2 separate regions of the Callithrix jacchus genome follow, and region 1 is linked to region 2. The links are chromatin contacts, called in public Hi-C maps. All regions are on one chromosome and are shown on one strand. Each heading gives the region's core, a stretch centred on a gene start, on an enhancer-like site or on the middle of the called end of the contact. The rest is flanking DNA. Distances are from core to core; before and after follow the strand shown.

The links. Hi-C and Micro-C count contacts between places; a contact is called where the count stands out from the background.
Region 1: a Hi-C map of skeletal muscle shows a contact between it and region 2, with 3 times the contacts expected there. The contact joins the promoter of PRP4K here to the promoter of ECI2 in region 2. A contact is called at or near these places in 2 of 3 Hi-C or Micro-C datasets (both in skeletal muscle).

The regions. Positions count from the first base shown.
Region 1 is chr4:26,525,939-26,532,477 of calJac240_pri, reverse strand. PRP4K (pre-mRNA processing factor kinase PRP4K) reads left to right here and starts at 2,142. Exons shown (of 19, transcript XR_618989.5): 1 at 2,142-2,311. LOC144582042 (a long non-coding RNA gene) reads right to left here and starts at 2,058. Exons shown (of 2, transcript XR_013533800.1): 1 at 1,867-2,058; 2 at 1-840.
Region 2 is chr4:26,391,909-26,399,114 of calJac240_pri, reverse strand. ECI2 (enoyl-CoA delta isomerase 2) reads right to left here and starts at 4,815. Exons shown (of 11, transcript XM_078368435.1): 1 at 4,765-4,815; 2 at 4,123-4,292; 3 at 2,616-2,760. The coding sequence starts at 4,145.

The DNA of each region.
Region 1 (6,539 bases), core at 893-3,392, 140 kb before region 2:
TTTACTTCGAAAAGAAGCTTGGTATTTGGGAATGCAATCATCATCAGCAATTTACCATACTATCTCTTAGTGTCAGTTTGTTCATGTGTAAAACGTGCTAATAGTACCTGATCCAATCTTTTGCCTTCAAGTATATCACTCTATTTCCAAGATGAGATCTCTCCCAGTTCTACTACATACACTATTAATTTTAACATTATTTTATTTATTTAAAAATAGTTTACTAAGTTGATATTTAACAACACATTTGAGCTATTCTTGGCACAATGACACATAGCCTTTGCCTTCATGTTTAGGAGAGGCAGCAGAGGATATAATAATTAATTGTAAAACAAGGCTAAATTTGAAATATGTTTGAACAAATATTTACAGATGAGAACCTTGAGTTAGGAAAAATTGGAACTCAGATCCCAAATTACACGCCATTAGTGCATAAATATATGGTTGAAAATAAAATCCATTCTTGACATGTTTCTGAAAACTTTTTTCATAGCATAACATAAACAAAACTTATGTCTGAATCTGATAAGAAGAAGAGAAATTCTTCACAAAGAAGACAGTATCTTTAAGAACCGTGTAAAGAAATGCTACTACAGTGGGTGGGTTGCGGGTATACACAAAGAGCAGTAATTATCTAAGGATGAATTTACTCTTTCACGTTATTAATAGAGTCCATGAAAACTAACATTTTATTTTTATTTTTCTTGGAGATAGAGTCGCACTCCAGGCTGGAGTGCCGAGGCGCGATCTCAGCTTACTGCAACCTCCGCTTCCTGGATTCAAGTGATTCTTCTGCCTCAGTCTTCTGAGTAGCTGGGACTACAGGTGCCACCACGCCGGCTAATAGAGACGGGGTTTCGCTATGTTGGCCAGGCTGGACTCGAATCTTGAGCTCCGCAATCCGCCCGCCTCCGTCACCTAAAGTGCTAGGATTGCAGGCGTGAGCCACTGCGCCTCGCCTTACGATTTCAAAACGTTTGGAATTCAGCCAACCAGAGACATTTTGTAATTACGAACATTTGAAACCCTTCTCCCCTGAAAATCAAGAGATATATATGGAGCGTGGATTCCGAACCTAGTTTTCTAGGACAAACGCAAACTCATATGATTACAAGAATGAAAGTGATCGTCACGCTGCTTTTAGGTTCCAAAGTATGGGGAATTTCTTTTTTTCTTAGACGGAGTCACTCTCACTCTGTCGCCCAGGCTGGAGTGCAGTGGCGCGATCTCAGTGCAACCTCCGCCAACCGGGTTCAAACGATTCTCCTGCCTTAGCCTCCTGAGTAGCTGGGGTTACAGGCGCGCGCCACCACGCCCAGATAATTTTTTTTTTGCATTTTTAATTTTTTATATTTTTAATAGAGATGGGGTTTCACCATGTTGGCCAGGCTAGTCTCGAACTGTTGACCTCAGGTGATACGCCCGCCTCAGCCTCCCAAGGTGCTGGGATTACAGGCGTGAGCCACGGCGCCCAGCCGAGAAATATATTTTATTAAAGAGTAATTAAATAACCTAATTAACCTAATTGATACTCTCCAAGAGCCAGTAAATGTTTTCCCTAAATTCCATTTAATCCCTTTAGAGTCATTACAGAAAAAAAACAAAATCACATAAAGCAACTTGGACTCCCCAAAATTATATGTTCCAGATACGAAAACAACGAACTGAAGGACTCCTGAATCATGTCACCCTTGAACTATGTAAAGTTGAAAAGATGTTCAATGTCAAATATAGTAACAGTTCCACATTTAAAGACCTAATTTACAGTATTTTTAAGTGCCTTTCTACCTACTTTCTCGGGAAGTTAATGCTAATTCAGTTGAGCTATCTAGAGAGGTGGTTAAGGCAAAAATCAATTTGTCTGACCGAGTTTAACAGAATTTTCACTCAACTTCTAGTCCCCAGAGCCAATCACTTCTCCGAACCGCACACCCGAAGCCGACATCCCTTTCTCTTTGCTCCGCATGTCAGCGGGCTTCCATAACTAAACGTCCATTTCTAGCCTTGGCCAAAGAGCTCAACTTGGACACAAGCCGTCAATCCTTAGCAGCACCGCCCACCATGTTCCCGGAAGCTGCGACATGACGCCCTCCGCCCCTCCAGGACGTAGGGTTTTATATCCGGATTCTTAGCGCGGACTCAGAACTCCACTCTTCCCAACGCCGTCAGCACATGCGCGGCAGCTCTTTTCCTTCTTCCTCCACTTACACTACCTTCCACCGTCCGGGAGCCGCCGCCGCCACCGCCGCGGAGGAGTCAGGAAGTTCAAGATGGCCGCCGCGGAGACCCAGTCGCTGCGGGAGCAACCAGAGTAAGTAATCTCTGTGAGTGGGCCAGAGGCTGGAGCCCGGGGACTGCCGAGTGGGAGACGACTGAGAGCTGCAACTGGCGGGCGGGAAAGTTCGGGCCTAACGGCGAGAGTCAAACTTTGCCTTTTCCGGCGCGATTCGTTGTGGGGTGGGAGGCATGGAGAGCAGGCGGCCTTCGAGCTTCATTTTCCCGGAGGCCGCCGCTGTTGGAGCGAAGGCGGCCGCGGCCTGCCGCGCGTCGTTGCCCCGGGAGGCATAGGCGCGAGCGGCCTCTACAGGTCCGGTGCGCGTGGCGGCTGCCGCGGCAGTGAGGTCGCGCCTTACTATTCCTCCCTTGGGGACCCAGCAGAGCTCCCTGGCCGCAGCACTTAGCGGCATCAGTGTTGGGGCACGAGGGTCAGTGGCGGCAGGCGGGGCAAGCGCGAAGTCTTTTCTTTCTCATGCGGTACCCCTAGTCGTCCTTATACTGGTCTTACTTTAGGACCTGAAAGCAGAGAGAGGAGGGGCTAGGGTCACTCTGATCATCCTGAAGCTAGTCTGTGGCCAGCGGGATACTCGATCTCATCACCTTGTATTCTTTAGTCCAGCAGTCACCGGGTATTGTTTTGGTGTTTTTTTGTTTTGTTTTGTTTTTGACTGTCTACGGGCAGCTTTTTTACCAACTTGCAAACTTGAGGCAAAGTAAGAGTCTTTGGTTTTGAGGCTTGGCTTTTTTTTTTTTTTTTTTGCCTGGGTTTATAACCCTTCTTTAGAAGGACGAGTGGAAGGAGTAGTGGGAATTGCTAGCTACTGCCAAACCACTTTATGTCTATAATTAAACTAATATAAGAATCCGTGCGGCCAAATGAAAAAAAAAATTCTTGTGTATGCTGCAAAGGCCAACAATCCTTGCTTAACTAAAAGCAGTATTTTGCTTTAAGTGTCAGTAGTAGGAAAACTCAAGAACCTTAAAAGAGAATGGATTTTACGGCTATATTTGCATAGCCACTGTTTTTTTTGCATCTGCACTGTCTGATCTGTTTCCAGCCATCTTAGAAAGGGGTATAGTCTCCCAGCAACTTGTAACCGAGCGATAGGAGAAATCTTTGCCACCTGACATTTCATTGCTGTGCATGCATCCAGTTTTGGGCTCCTCAGTCATCTGCTTTATTCAGCTAGGCAGAGAAATTGAATTTTTTATTAAGGCCTTTTGAAAACTGCTGTATTATTTTTACGATTTGACTTAGCAGAGATTTTAAAGTTTTTAAACTAGCTTTAGCCTCTTACTGTTTCTCACTGTTTCATTGTGTGGCACAGCTACAGTGTTTAAGGCAACACAGTGCAGATCTCATGCTATGCAGCTACATTTTCTACTAATCTGAAAAGCTTTATAGTATTATGTCCATTTATTTGATTTTTAGGGATGTTTCACATTCATTTTGAGGAGTGTTTCACATTCATTTTGAGAATATTTTATTCACATACTGTATTCAAATATTAGAATTAATAATTAAAAAAATACATATTTAGGCCTCTCCTGTATAAATAACACTGACATAATCTTTAGTTTCGCTTCCCTTCCCCACACAATGCTTGGCGTAAATGGATTATTTGGTCTGTATATGTCTTACTTTCAGTAGTTTGAAAGTATTTAACAAAGAAGGTAACAGTTTGATACCAAAGCAAGCACTATGCCTGGTGCTTATAGTGAGTCCCTGAATATAGTGTTTACAACAGTTCTTTAGAGGACATTGAGTAGTTTACGGTTACATGGAGTCTATTCAAAATAGAAACATTTAGAAAGAATAAATGTAAAAAGTAGCCTTTAAGCTCCCCGAAGGCTTTAGCTCTTTTAACAACCCTGTTGAGGTGGATGCTTTTATTTTCCTTATTTTAGAGAGTATAAAACTGAAGCACAGAGAAATTAAGTAACTTGCTCAAGGTCACGCTAAGTGGCACACCTGTTGGAACTCTGGCAGTCTGGTTCTAAAGCCCTGCTGCTAACTGTTGTAATGTCTGGCCTCCCGCTATACAATGCTACTTCTTTTTAAATTGCTTTTCAAGTTTGAATTGATTTTTATTTTTTTCCACTGTCCCAGAAAGATCCATTTTTTAATGTGACATGTCTAATTTATTGAAACCTAATTTCTCAAACCTGCTTTGGCAAAGGGGGCACCAGAGGGAAGATTTAAGACTAGTTGGTCTTTTGAACCCATTCTGACTTCTTATATCTACATTAATTCTTTTTTTTCATTGTATTTATTTTTTAAACACAAGCTCTTGTCACCCAGGTCATCAGATGGCACTATCATGGCTCATTATAACCTTGACCTCAAGTGATCCTCCTGCCCCAGCCTCCAGAGTAACTGGTACCACAGGCATGCTCCACCGTGCCCAACTAATTTTTAAATATTTTCGTAGAAGCAGAGTCTTCCCATGTTGCTCAGGTTGTTCTGAACTACTGGGCTCAAGTGATCCTCTTGCCTCAGCTCTCCAAAGTGCTGCAGGTACTAGGGAGTCAAGGTGGGAGGATCGTTTGAGCCTAGGATTTCACATCAGCCCAAGAAACATAGCAAGACCCAGTTTCTTAAAAAAAATACATACATTTTTAACTTGTCAGAGAAATAGGTATAAACTATTACTTTTCTGGTAAAGTAGCAGTGGTGTCCACTTTACTCACCACTAAAAAAATTTTTTTAAGAATTGTCTAGCTTAAAAGCGCTTTTATTCATACACAAATTTAAATTAGTCAGTTCTCTGTCTCTGCATATTTTGAATGCCTACCAAATAAATTCACCAAGACTATTCTTTGGAAAAAAAATGTAAAAGAAGTTACAATAACACTAGTGGTTGGTGATTGGTGACTTATTTTATTTTATTTGAGACAGAGTGTCATCCAGGGTGGAATGCAGTGGCAAAGGCTCACTGCAACCTCTGCCTCCTGGGTTCAAGCGATTCTCCTGTCTCTGTCTCCCAAGTAGCAGAGATTATAGGCATACACCACCACACCCTGCGAATTTTTGTATTTTTAGTAGATGGGATTTCGCCTTGTTGGTCAGCCTGGTCTTGAACTCCTAACCTCAGGTGATCTGCCTGTCTCAGCCTCCCAAAGTGCCTGGATTACAAGAGTGAGCCACTGGGCCTGACTGTGACTATATTATTTTAAAGTCATTCCATGATTATTTTCATTCATTGTGCTGGATGCTTCAAGACTTGGGTTTTTTGTTTTTTTTTTTAAAGTATAGAAACTAAACAAAGTATATAAACAGATGCTATTAAGCACCCTCATGTTGTTTGCACTTCTCATTTACCTTTGCTTACAAATGCTGTGATCTGAAAGATGTTATTCAGTACTCAGTAGGTTCTCAATAAATATTTGTTTTGTGATAAACCTGTTGCAGACCAGGTTGGTATACGCATCTACTTGGCTAAATGTAGGATGTTAAGTTGTAAAATGTAAATGTTAAAGCATAACTTTATATAAATGAATGTATTTAATCTATATTTATTGTCAGTATAAACTGTCCAGGATAACCATTAGGTGTCTTAACAAGAAACCATTGGATGTAATACATTATACTCACTGTTTCAAGTTTTCCAGGTTTACCTGGTCAGACTTTAGTTATTACTTTCTATGATATTTGCATTGAGAGATCAACTGAAACTGAAAGATTCATTGTATGCCTAGCCCCTGTATAAGAAAACACTATAATTAAGGTTAACTTAATTATCTCGAGCTGGTAACATTTTTAGCAGGAACCTACTCAATATTTCTAGGGATAACTGATTAATTTACAGTGGGAACTAGTCACTCATGGGAATGACTTTCCTTACAGTGATAATGGTCATCATGAGGTATTTCTGATTCCCTGAAGCTCTAGGAGGAGCTTGATTTTCTTTTGATAGAAGTTGATTCCTCTATGGGTAAACTCTTAATTTTAAATGAAACTCCTAAGACTCTGTAAGTTGTTAGCATTAGAAAAGATAGGTTCAGAAAACTGATTATCCTTTGCAGGGGTCGATGAAATATAAATCATTTTGAATATCACACCTGCAAAAATAGGTGTGTGCCTACCATGTATGTGTACTGTGAGGCGCTGGAGATAAAAGCGAGCAAAAACAAAATAGTAACTTTCAAGTGCTGAGAGTCTATGATAGATAGTATAAACCAGCTCTATATTATTTGTATATGTTTTTTCCTGTTCTTGTTGTTGTTGAGATGGAGTCTTGCTCTGTCACCCAGGCTGGAGT
Region 2 (7,206 bases), core at 3,566-6,065:
TGCATTTTCCCCTCCAGTCTCTTTGATGTTGCTGGTGAAAATGCACAAAGAGCAGAAAAAAGACTGGAAATAAAGTATAACTATCTACGAAAATAATGCAGGATAAAGGTTTCGGGGAAGTACTTTCTAAAAAATCTAACAGTTCATTAGTTTTATATTGGTAATCATATTTTCCACAATCAAAATATTCAAGCAAACAATCTTTTAAAGGAAGTAGTCAACAAACATTTGGAAATGCATAGCATATTCCAAAAGCCCATCTGAAGGTATAAAAAAACACCACTAATTCAGTGTGCACTTTTGGTACCTAGGCAACAAAACTGTAGCTGAGGCCTCGGCAAGGGTGGGGGCTGTCAGAGCCACTGGTCCTTAGGAAACTTGACTGAAGAACACGTAAGTAAAAGCAAAAAGCAATGAAATTTTATTTTTGAGGCTAGGTGGAGTGGGTGTTTTGAGATGGAAAAATATCCCATTCAGCTACTTCTCAAAAATGGCAATTTAAAATTCCACTTAAAATGTTTAAAATTTTATAATACAGTTGGCTAAAAGAGGAAAGAAGAAAGTCTTTGAAAAACAGGCTGGGCGCAGTGGCTCACACCTGTAATCCCAGCGCTTTGGGTGGCCAAGCCTAGTGGATCACCAGTCTTGCAGAAATCAAACAAGTGATACGATAAAATAGGAATAATGCTGCAACTCTACAGCTTTTGCATGAAACACACAGAAGAAGAAAAGAAAAACAGGACAAACTCCAAGGGAAGGTAATATTACCTCAACGTTTATGGCATTTTCTTTGCGGGCCGTTTGAAGGAGGTCAGGAGTTTGAGACCAGCCTGACCAATATGATGAAACGCTGTCTCTACTACAAATACAAAAATTAGCTGAGTGTAGTGGTGGGTGCCTGTAATCCCAGCTACTTGTGAGACTGAGGCAGAAGGATTGCTTGAACCTGCGAGGCAGAGGTTGCAGTGAGCTGAGATGGTGCCACTGCAATCCAGCCTGGGCCACAAAGTGAAACTTTGTCTTAAAAAAGAAGAAAAAAAAAAGGCAGTAAAGGCAGAAAAGGGGGCTATGAATTTCTATAGACAGAGATGGTGTCACCTGGCAGAGTCAGCCAGCCTAGAAGTTAGAGGGGACACAGCCCACAGGATAAGGGTTTGTCCTCAATACTCACACTAACTGCAAGGCTGGAGAGTTCCCAGGACCACCCTCAGGTGAAATAATTTGCTAGAAAGACACTCAGAGCTCATTGCAAGCTGTTAAATGCACAGTTAATAGTTTATTAAGGGAAAGGATAGAGATTAAAATCAGTCATTGGAGGACCAACACAGGATGGAGTCTGGGGCAGTAGCAAATATGGAGTTTCCTTGTGCTCTCCCCATGGAGTCAGGACAGGACCCCTCTCCCAGAATTGATGTGACAGTACACAGGAGTCCTGCCAACCAGAGATGCTCAGTTCATCCAGTCTCAGTGTCCAGAGTCTTTAGTGGGCCTCCATCACCTGTGCATGACTGCATAACCTGAAGCCCCCACCCTAAACATCGTTTAGACAATCCAGGCAAACAGAGACACTCCTATCAGGCTTTAGAGATTAACTTCCCAGAAGCTGAGGGAAAACCCACGCCTCTTTTGGGGCAAAGTTAAATTTTTTACTATACACACCCATATGAAAGAGAAGCTTATATCCATCATAAAACAGAACATTGGAACTTAAAAGCTTCAGTTTCTAAATTTTGTTACAAAAATTTCCAAACATTCCAAAGTAGACTATTATAATGAATTCCCAATACCCATCACCCAAGTTCAACAATTATCAAATTGCCTTACTTGCTTCATCTATCCTTTTTTTTTTTTTTTTTTTTTTTAGATGGAGTCTCATTCTGTCACCCAGAATGGAGTGCAGTGGCACAATCACTCACTGCAACCTCCACCTCCGAGGTTCAAGCAATTCTTCCACCTCAGCTTCCCGAGTAGTTGGGATTACAGGCGTGTGCCACCATGCCCAGCTAAATTTTGTATTTTTAGGACAGACAGAGCTTCACCATGTTGGCCAGGCTGGTCTCGAACTCTTGACCTCAAGGGATCAACCCGACTCAGCCTCCCAAATGCTGGAATTAGGTGTGAGCCACCACACCTGGCCTCATCTATCCCTTTCTTTCTTTTTGTGCTTAGAGAACTTCAACTATCCATGCTGTTTCACCTCTATATCCTTAGTACCCATTTCTTAAAAATATCAACATTTATGTAACCTTGACACCATTAACAATGATTTCTAAGCATCTTCTAATACTCTGTCCTTATTCAAAACTTCCCCAATTGTCTTAAAAATATCTTTTTCAATTGGTTTATTCCAATTAAGAGCCAAATAAGGTCTACAAATTTGAATATTATATTTCGTAAGTCTCTTTTACTCTGGCATGACACAGAGGGGTTACTTTATTAATAGTATTTCAAGGTAATATTAAAAAATGACACACACACATATATATATATACTCTTAAGAGGGAGCAAGACAAACCCAAAATATTAAGGCTACATTTTAGTAAACACACAGTGTATCTATTTAAGGAGTCATTTGCCCAACATTCTTTAAATAATGTCAGACAGTTGGCATTTACCTGCTTATACAGTGCGTAGAGTTTTAGCTTCACTTCGTTTCCTGGATCCTTCTTCAAGAGTTTCACTTGATTCACTGCATTTTCAAAGTCCTTCTGACTGGCTCTCATTGCTGTTCTATTCATGTGCAGCTGAACTACTGGGAAACTAACAACCTGCAGATGACTACAATGAGGCAGACTGATGTCTACTTGTTCCCAACCCTCACATTTCTGCAGCCTGATTTCTAATTGTTCCCAGCCCATACATAGCAAAATCCCATGTTTGTCCATAAATATTTTCTTTATACTTGCCCTAGCAAACTGGCTGCAAATAATTGGCTGTAAGGATTTCAAGATAAGAAATCAATACAGAAGCTCATGGTAAATAAAATAAATAAATAAAGGGAAAAGTAACCATCCAGTGAGGTATTTGTAAGCAATTAAAGATAAAAGCAGCCAAAACAGGAATGACTATGTAAATTTTGCCATAGGCAAGAAGTAAATGAAAAGCATGCAAGATAGTGAACAGCAGGAGACCAAAGGCTAAGTGCACAGAATTTAGTGCAGTGTCCCAAAGTCCTAAAACAGCTTCTGCACTCACTGCTAAACAACCCATAAACTAATATCAGGTCAATTTTTCCCTCTTTGCTGGCAAAACCGGTGATCCAACATATACACAGGTGATAGGAGGGGAGAATGGCTGAACATACAAGAAATGTTCAAAAGGACATTATGTACAGATGATGGCATTCCAGACAGAGCCACAGCCTTCTCAGCAGGTGGGAGGGAATCTATCTGCAGCGCAAGGGAGTCAGTGAAGCGGGCTCAGCAGGCTTGTCCCTTTCTATGGGGCTGTTTAGCCAGCCAGCCAGGAGCAGAGCAGAAACAGCAAGCACCGCGGGGTGATCAGCACGTTTTTAAGCATACACAGTGAACAGGGGTGGGGTGGCAAACTTCAAAGGACTCAGGCCACAAGCAAAACATGAATGTTCACGACGATGACCCTGAATAAGGAAGTTAATGGCATCAAAGATGATTAAAATAATACAGGTTACAAAGCTCAAACCTAACATGTATCACCCCCCAAACACAATTATGTAACTAGAAAATGGTACAATGAACTCTAGGTTCAAACCTTGGACTTAGTAATTGATTCAGTAAGATCAGTCTACAGTAAGTTTTTTTTTTTTTTTCTTTATTTTTTAAAGACGGGGTTTCACCATGTTGGTCAGGCTGGTCTTGAACTCCCGACCTCAGGTGATCCGCCCGCCTTGGCCTCCAAAGTGCTTGGATTACAGGCGTGAGCCACCACGCCCGGCCTACAGTAAGTTTTATATTAAATTGCTTTTCTGTAAAGGGAAAAACTGCAACTTACATGACAAATTCCAAGCAGAAAACGAAAGAAAAATTTAAAGTGTCCACAGAAAGCCGAAATGTGCGTTTCCACAAAATGTGGAACAAATTTATTTTTAAATAATGCGTGAGTTTTAAAAACAAATTGCAAAAACACGACCATATAGGAAAATACCTAAGGTCTGGAAAATCACTCATAATTCCACCACTTCAAGGTCACCATCATGTTCCGGTTTTGTTCCCTATACACGGATTCGGGCTGGGTTCCCCGCATCCCAGGGAGGTGGAGCGCGCTTCCTAGCCGTCGCCGCGCACACGGCCACTTCGCTTCACTGCATACGTGTTCTCCAAAAAGCAAAGAGCGTTAAGTCCACACGAGTGATAACTGCTTACGTTTACCTCACTTTTAGCAAGCAACGCTTTGCACCCCAGAAGCATCCCGGCTGGGAAGTGCAGGCCCGGCCGCCGGAAGAAGCACCGTGCCCAGCGGGGGCGGCTCCAGGGCCCGGAGTCCGGCCCCAGGAGGATGGGAGCACTGCGCGGCCGCCGGCGGAGACCTCGGGGACTGGGAACAGAGAGCCGCAGCCCTGATCTCACGACGCGTCCATCCTGACCACTCTGGGCCCAGCGGTGCAGGAGGGCGCGCGCGTTAGGTGGTCACTCCAGCGAACTCTCGCTGGAAAACCAGCAAAACAAAATTCTGTAGCCACCCAGACAAGATAACGGCGGGGGGGCGCTCCCACCGGCGGCGACCTTCGCCTGGACAGCCGTCTCCTGTGGGCGACCTTGGGCAGGGCGGCCGGGGCTCCAGGCTTACCTCGGACACGAACGCTGCGCCAGTCTCCAGGCCGGGTTTGCCATATCTAGCCCCGACCTTGGGCGTCCGGGGCTCTAAGGCGGCGGGGTTCGGGGGCGGGGCCGGGGCTCTGGGACTGCCGAGGCTCGGGGGTGGGGAAGGGCGGAGAACGACCAGGGCTGGGGGCGGGGTCAGGCTGAAAGTGAAGCCGGAACCCGAGGCGGGGCGTGGGCGGGACCGGGGCTCTAGGCAGTTAGGAGGCGGGGCTGAGATGCGGGGGCGGGGGCGGGGCCGGAGTTGGGTGCGGGGAGCGGGGCCGGGTATTCCCGGAGTGGAAGAAGGGCGTGGGGCGCGGGGACGTTGACCCGGGAAGGACCTCAGCGGCGCGTGGGGCAGGGCACAAATGCTTCCGGGCCTGGCTCCAAGAATCTGCGACCTGGGGCCCGGCTGCTCCCTCCGGCGGACCTCAGCTCTGAGAACTCTGCGGCTGCCGGAGCTCGGAGCCCCCTGCCCGGGGCCCTGGGGAGCCTGGCGAGGAGGGGTCGCTGCGTCCCGAGGGCCAGCCGTGAGCCGGGAGGCGGGATAGCAATTGAGGGCGTGTGCTTAAAAGCGGCTATGTCATGCACCCCCAAATCGAAGGCCTGCAGACCTGGTAGGACGCCGGAGGATCAGAAGTGATTTGTGAGGTATCCAACTCTTTAGTGTCAGAGTTTGGATATTTTTGAGTTGTGCTGAGGCATTTGCAAAGTATTTTCTTTGGGGAAGAATTCTTAAAAGTTGGAAGGGCCTTGGCTGTGCCACCTTGTCCAGTTCCCAGAGAATCAAACAACAAAACAAAACCACCCCTCTAAATCCGGTGCCCCAGGTGTGCTATTCAAGCATGCCTAGGCGTTTTAGATTTATGTAGCTGACACTTGTGGACTACCTATAGTGAGCCAGGCTAATTGTAATTCTTTCAACAACACTGTAAGGAAAATGATATTGCCCTGTTGAGCATATTGCCCTGTTGAACTGATGTGGAAACAGACCCAGAAAGATTAATCCGGTGACTTGCCCAAAGGCATGACACTTGCAGGTGGGCATGTTGCAGGATGAGCCGGTGACAGAGCTCTTCAGACACGCGAGTAAGGAAGGAAGAGCTAGCTGTGGAGCATTGGTGGACTCGAGTCCAGAAACAGAGCTCCCCGAAAAGCAGTTTTTTTCTCTTTTTAAAGGCATACAACCCAAGGGGGGAGCAAAGGTAAAACTGTCATTGCCTATTGGCTGGACATCTGACCTTACAGTCGTTGGCCTTCATTGATTTGCTAATTTACATGTGGAAGGGAAAAGAGAAAGAATTACAGAAGTTAAACAAAGGCAGTAAGTCACTCGGGTGACAGAGGTATTTCTAAGGGTTGGGTCTAGATTGTACAAACGTGGTCTACGTGCCTCAGAGCAGGTCCTTGGGCTGCAGGAAAAACATTATTTTGCAACATTTTCAAGGCTGATAAATAACATAGGCACCAGTTACAGAGAGGGGAGTTATTTTCTCAGCCCTTGGTCCCCACTGTGGTTGGGTCAGTGGCGCCAGCCAGCTGCCTGACTGCTGACTTCAACTTTGTGTTATTTTATCTCCCCCTCCCCTCTCTTCTATCAGAAGATGGGCAAGCTCAGCAGAGTCCAAGTTGTAAGTAACTTTATCATTGCTTAAGTTTGTTTCATCAGGTACATCTGGGTAGCAGTGTAGGTGAGGCAACACTGAAAGTCAAGTAGAACAATTTGGGCTTATCCCAAAGCCTTTCTCCATATTTTTTTTGAGATGGAGTTTACCTCTTGTTGCCTAGGCTGGAGTTGCACAATCTCGGCTCACTGCAACTTCCGCCTCACAGGTTCAAGTGATTCTCCTGCCTCAGCCTCCTGAGTAGCTGGGATTACAGGCACAAACCACTAGGCCTGGCTAATTTTTTGTATTTAGTAGAGATGGGGGTTCACCATGTTGGTCAGGCTCGTCTTGAACTCCTGACTTCAAATGATCCACCCACCTCGGCCTTCCAAAGTGCTGGGATTACAGGTGAGAGCCACCACACCCGGCCTCTTCAGATATTACAAAGTGGTAGTTAGTAGGCTGAGCTGCATCTCTCGAAGAACTTGATCCTCTCCAAGGCTGTTAGGTGACCCTCACAGGTGATGGAAATGGAATAATCAGAAATTACAGATAATATAAGACTCATTCATCTCCAGAAGATGAAACAGCTCTCATGGAAATGTTTTTTAGATCTCTTACTGGTAAGCATATTTTGATGGTGAAACCTTTTGCAATACAAGTGAACTACTTTCAGGCTTATACCTACCACAGAAAAGAGTGGGGTATGGGAAATTAGCTTGTCTTTTTCAAAGTATAATTTAAAACATATAGAAAGAGCATGTGTCAAAAATTTTCTTAGCTCATTAATTAGGGAACCAGCAGGGTGCTAAAGAAGATGT